Linked DNA regions of Sus scrofa: region 1 is linked to region 2. A link is a contact called in public HiChIP or PLAC-seq data. All regions are on one chromosome and are shown on one strand. Each heading gives the region's core, a stretch centred on a gene start, on an enhancer-like site or on the middle of the called end of the contact. The rest is flanking DNA. Distances are from core to core; before and after follow the strand shown. Region 1 has its middle 49 kb from the start of FOXL2. Region 2 overlaps PIK3CB (phosphatidylinositol 4,5-bisphosphate 3-kinase catalytic subunit beta isoform).

What was found. HiChIP or PLAC-seq counts read pairs in DNA pulled down with a chosen protein or histone mark.
Region 1: an H3K27ac HiChIP or PLAC-seq map of alveolar macrophages shows a contact between it and region 2. The contact joins two enhancer-like sites. A contact is called at or near these places in 2 of 47 Hi-C or Micro-C datasets (embryonic fibroblasts and liver) and 1 of 2 datasets of contacts at active chromatin or transcription factors (alveolar macrophages).

Annotation. Positions count from the first base shown.
Region 1 is chr13:79,658,994-79,661,916 of Sscrofa11.1, forward strand. No RefSeq gene overlaps it. Among named protein-coding and RNA genes, the nearest start is that of FOXL2, 49 kb to the right of the region's middle. Within about 2 kb of position 1,283, at least 5 of the 83 cell types and tissues checked have an H3K27ac peak or open chromatin away from gene starts, as enhancers often do. A contact at or near this core is called in alveolar macrophages, where this site is marked.
Region 2 is chr13:79,558,053-79,560,958 of Sscrofa11.1, forward strand. The region is part of intron 3 of PIK3CB (phosphatidylinositol 4,5-bisphosphate 3-kinase catalytic subunit beta isoform); the gene reads right to left. Among named protein-coding and RNA genes, the nearest start is that of PIK3CB, 51 kb to the right of the region's middle. Within about 2 kb of position 1,554, at least 2 of the 83 cell types and tissues checked have an H3K27ac peak or open chromatin away from gene starts, as enhancers often do. A contact at or near this core is called in alveolar macrophages, where this site is marked.

The DNA.
Region 1 (2,923 bases), core at 33-2,532, 100 kb after region 2:
ATTAATTTTGCAAGTTGAAACCACTGTCCAAGTTCAAGTGGAGGAAATATGGACTCCACCACTGGAAGGAGGAGTGGCAGGGTTTTGCAACAACACACAGAAATAGAAATACTGCTTTTCTGGATGATTCTAGATAAGTCTGTTTGCCATAGCTACCTCCTCTGAGCAGCCTTCCCTGACAGCCCTTATACAAATTAGCTCCTCCTTCTCACCCCAAAGCCATTCTTTACTGTTTCAGTTTCTGGTTACTTCATAGCACATTAAGTTATCTTGTTGATTTATTTATTTGCTCACTTGCAGCCTATTTGAAGAACATAGTCCTCCAAGATCAGGAGACTTGCATGAAGGGAGGCCAGCTGGGCTGTTGTACTAAGCTCTAGCAGTTGCAATTGGAGAGGTGAAAGCTGTTTAGGGATGTGGAAAGTTGGAGACACTGCTGTTTGTTGATTGTCTGGTTGTGGAGCATGAGGGGAGAAGAGAGGATACTGGGTTGCTGGTCCATCTCAGAGCAAGGACTAACATGGGCCTGGGGATATGCATGGCTCGGAAGTGCCTGCCAAGGCCATGCTGTGCCCGGCACTGCTCGGGGGGAGGGGTAGGTGGTGTTACGTGGATGGAGAGTTAGATTGGATGCTCACCACTCTTCTCTCCTCTCCTTCCCAAGCTTCCAGGCACATATCCCATCTCTCTCTTTTTTTGGCTGCACCGATGGCATGTGGAAGTTCCCAGGCTAAGGATCAAACCCCAACCACAGCAGTGACCAGAGCCACCTCAGTGACAATGCTGGATCCTTAACATGTTGCACCACAAGAGAACTCCCATCTCCCAGCTCTCTTGCAGTTAGGTCAGGGCCCAGTGACATTACGGCCAAAGAAATGTAAGTGGCAGCTGAAGTGGGCCAGTTTCAGGTATGGTATTGTAAGCCATCCCATGTAATTCTCTCATGGCTCAGCAGGTTAGGGATCTGGTGTTGTCACTGCTGTGGCCCAGGTTTGATCCCTGGCCTGGGGAACTTCTGAATGCTGTGGAAAAAAAAAAAAAAAAAAAGACTTCCCACAAGATCCCGTAGTCTCCCTTTCCTTTCCTTCTAGGAGAGCCCGAACCACGGCAGTACCAGAGATGGGAGAGACCCGGGTCCCTGCATGACAGTGTAAAGAACTACTCTTTCACAACTTTTTTATTTCATGACCCAACGATTTTTTTTTTTCCATGTCCACAGCATGGGGAATTTCCTGGGCCAGGAATTGAACACAAGCCACAGCAGTGACAATCTGGAATCCTTAACCTCTAAGCCACCAGGGAACTCCTCATGACACAAAATTCCTGAAGAGACAGAACAGTTCTAGGATGTCCCCACATTCAGGATTTGTCTAAATGTTTCTTCATGTTTATTTAACTTCCTCCTCTATTCCTTATATTTCCTGCAACAGAAAGCCAATTCTGTAGCTTGATTCAATTCAGGTTAACCTTTCTTTGGGAAGAAGCATTTCAAAGGTGATGTTGTTCTTTATATTGCATCCTATCAGGAGGGCCATCAACACCCAGCTGTCCTCCTTTGGTGATGTTTTTTCTGTTTGAAGACTGAGTTCAGATGGGGGTTGCAGATTTCCCCATTGTAAAGACACTTCCCCCTTTTGCAATGAGTATGTAAACTATGGGGTAACCCTTGGTCACCATTCTGACATCCTGTTTCTGATCAACATTTCACCCAATATTTTTAGCATCCATTGTGGTTTCTTCCCTCAACAGTTTATATTTAGTATTTTTTCTGGCATTTATTGAGCAACTTACTATGTACCGGGCCCTCTTCTAAGGATTTTATCTGTATTTTTTTTCTTTAATCATCACAATAACCTTATAAGATAATTTTATTTTCTCCATTTTATAAATGAGGAAAAGGAGGCATAGAGAGGTATGTTAGTTTCCCATTGTCACTGTAACAAAATGTCAAAAATTCAGTGGCTTAAGACAACATGTATTTATTATCTTAGATTTCAACAGGTCAGAAGTTTGAAATGGGTATCAGGGGATAGAAATAGAGGTGTGGACAGGGCTATTTTCCTTCCAGAGGCTCTAGGGAAAAATCTGTTTCCGGGCTTGTCCAGCTTTTCGTGGCTGCTTGCATTCCTTGGCTCACGGTCCCCTTCCAGCTTCAAAGCCAGCAATGGTGGGTTGAGCTCTTCTCTCTCTCCCTTTTTTTTTTTTTTTTTTGTCTTTTTAGAGCTGCACCAGTGGCATATGGAAGTTCCCAGGCTAGGGGTCAAATTGGAGCTGCAGCTGCCAGCCTACACCATAGCCACAGCAATGAAGGATCCGAGCCTCATCTGTGACCTACACCACAGCTCACGGCAATGCCAGATCCTTAACCCAATGAGCAAGGCCAGGGATCGAACCCTCGTCTTCATTGATAGTAGTTGTTGGGTTCGTTAACCACTGAGCCTCGTGGGAACTCCAAGCTTTTCTCATATAGCATCACTCTGACCTTGTTTCTGTGGTCAATTCCCCTTCTCTGACTGACTGAATTTCTCTTCTGCATTCCTCATCCACTTTGAAGGACACTGTGAATTCACTGGGCTTATCAGGATAACCCAGAATGACCTCCCTGTCTTAAGGTCAGATGATCAGTCACCTTAAATTCCATCTGCAGAGTTCCCATCGTGGCTCAATGGAAATGAATCTGACTGGCATCCATGAGGATGCAGGATACAAAAAAAAAAAAAAAAAACTCCATCTGCAACTTTAATCCTCTTTTGCTCTGTAACCTAATACAGTCACGTTTTCTGGGGATTAGGATATGGACATCTTTGGAGGGGCTGTTATTCCTCCTACCACAAAAGATGAATACCCTGCTTATCACACAGCAAGTGAGCAGCAAAGCTGGTATCTGGGCTCCGGAAGCCTGGTTCCAGTGCCTACATCTTTG
Region 2 (2,906 bases), core at 304-2,803:
ACTCTATCCCTGCGAGCCTTGCTGAAATCTAGATAGTTCCTGAATGACAGGGAAAGGCTTTCATCGTTGAGGTCCTGCACAGTGCCTGCTACAGGACCTCAGAAACTATTTACTGAATGAAATAAAGTGAATAAATAAACTCTTACATTACAAAGCTAAGCTACTAGTGGAAAATAAGATTAAAGTTTAAAATCAGGCTGGTGCTTCCTTACGTTCCCTAGACCTCCTTCAGAGCTGCTTTTTTTTTTTTTTTTTTTTGCTTTTTAGGGCCACACCTGCGGCATATGGAGGTTCCCAGGCTAGGGGTCAAGTTGGAGCTACAGCTATGGCCTATGCCACAGCAACATGAATCCCAGCCACGTCTTCATCCTACAACATAGCTCATGGCCACCTGGATCCTAAACCCACTGATTGAGGCCAGGGATCAAATCCGTATCCTCCTGGATCCTAGTCGAGTTTGTTAACTGCTGAGTCCCAATCCTTCATAGCTTTAAAGACAATCTCTTGGCTGCTCAGGAACAACAGAAAGACAATTCCAGAGTTGCTTTAAAACCTTTGCCCAGGAGTTCCCGTCGTGGCGCAGTGGTTAGCGAATCCGACTAGGAACCATGAGGTTTCGGGTTTGGTCCCTGCCCTTGCTCAGTGGGTTAACGATCCGGCGTTGCCGTGAGCTGTGGTGTAGGTTGCAGACACGGCTCGGATCCCGCGTTGCTGTGGCTCTGGCGAAGGCTGGTGCCTACAGCTCCGCTTAGACCCCTAGCCTGGGAACCTCCATGTGCCGCGGGAGCGGCCCAAGAAATAGCAACAACAACAACAAAAGAAAAAAGACAAAAAGACAAAAAGACAAAAAAAAAAAAAAAAAAAAAAAAACCTTTGCCCAGGAGTTCCCGTCGTGGCGCAGTGGTTAATGAATCCAACTAGGAACCATGAGGTTGCGGGTTCAGTCCCTGCCCTTGCTCAGTGGGTTAACGATCCGGTGTTGCCGTGAGCTGTGGTGTAGGTTGCAGATGCGGCTCGGATCCTGTGTTGCTGTGGCTCTGGCGTAGGCCAGAGGCTACAGCTCCGATTCGACCCCTAGCATGGGAACCTCCATATGCCGCGGGAGCGGCCCAAGAAATAGCAAAAAGACCAAAAAAAAAAAAAAAACCTTTGCCCACAAAAACAGTAGATCTGTAGTCATCAGCTGTATATAATAATCTCCATTCATTAATAATTCTTAAAACTCTGAATATGATAATCTCCATTCATTAATAATTCTTAAAACTCTGAATAAAAAATTTAGATCCTTCTTTGAAGTAACATAAATGATTTTATATTTCAATTTTTACCGTTTTATTTTAAAAATTACACTTAAACTGCACTATGTATAGTCCATAAAACCAGCTCATCCTCCACATAAACAAAACATGATATTTAATAACATATGTAACTGTTTAGAAGCTCTTATATTGGAAAACTGTATTGAAATCAACAAGGCAGCCATTTACACTGCCTTTTATATACTACTTCCTCTGTCATGTGGCAGTCAAAAGGCTTAGTGAGACACTTGCAGCAAAGAAAACAGTTTTGAAAGGTCATGCTACACAGATAGCCAGGATTTCTTTCACAATATCCTTACTGTCTATATGACAATCTAACCACAGTTATTTTCTGAGTAAAAGCAAAAAGCATGTTATCAAAGGACCAGAAACAGCAGGCACTCAACAATATCATCTTTATGAATATTTTTCTAATGCATAAACATTCAGGGCTTATTAAAGAAAAGAATACCAAAGTGAAGACAAAAAACTGGAGAAAGAGGAACAGTGAAAACTGGAAGACAAGTTTAAGCCACTCAGTTTATTCATAATGTTCATACACGATAAGAAGCTTCTTTTTTTTTTTTTTTCTTTTTTTTCTTTGGCCGCACCCACAGCATATGAAAGTTACCAGCGCAGGGGCTGAATCCTAGCTGTAGCAACCCATGCCACACCTGTGGCAACACTGGATCCTTAACCCAATGTGCCACAGCAGGAACTCCAAGAAGCTTCTAAAGTAAACTTTTTCAAATTGAAACATGTGACTTAGCAAGGAAAATTAAATATTAATTATAATATTAATATAATATTATATATTATATAAATATTAATTATATTAATTATAATATTGAAGCCAATGAATATGATCTACTTCAAAATTTCCAAATCTTAATGGCAATTGCAAATAAGGTACAAAGCTTCAAAAACCTTTCTACAGGAGCTGTAATCCCATCAGCATCCTCCCCCTTAACAACTTTTACTGGTCTATTATCCATCTGATAAAGGGATGGCTTTACCTAACTGTTACTTGGACAATACGTCAGTCAACAGCAAGATGACAATCTGTCCAACTCCTTATAAATTTCCAATTTCCAAGTGTATCTTTTGGGGAAAAAAGGCAGTCTAACTCAATCACCTCTCCAACTCCAGGAGATAATAGTTATGCACAGCAATGAAAACATACAGCTTTCTCCTAAACCAAGTACTGGAAGTACTGAGTACATTAGACATCCACAGCCAAGTTACAGAGACATAAATTTTTGGCAACACATTCTTTTCAAGGTTGTGAGGATCTCTCACTGAAATTTAACTAGGAGACAACATTCTTTACCAGTTCTGACCTTATAGCAGAGCATGAGAATTTGTGTTATTTCTAAAACTACCAGAAGGAGTTCCCGTCGTGGTGCAGCAGAAACAAATCTGATTAGGAACCATGAGGTTTCGGGTTCCATCCCCGGCTTCGTTCAGTGGGTTGAGGATCGGGTGTTGCCATGAGCTGTGGTGTAGGTGTAGGTCGCAGACCCGGCTCGGATCTGGTGTTGCTGTGGCTGTGGTGTAGGCCAGTAGCTGTAGCTCCAATTACACACCTAGTCTGGGAACTTCCATATG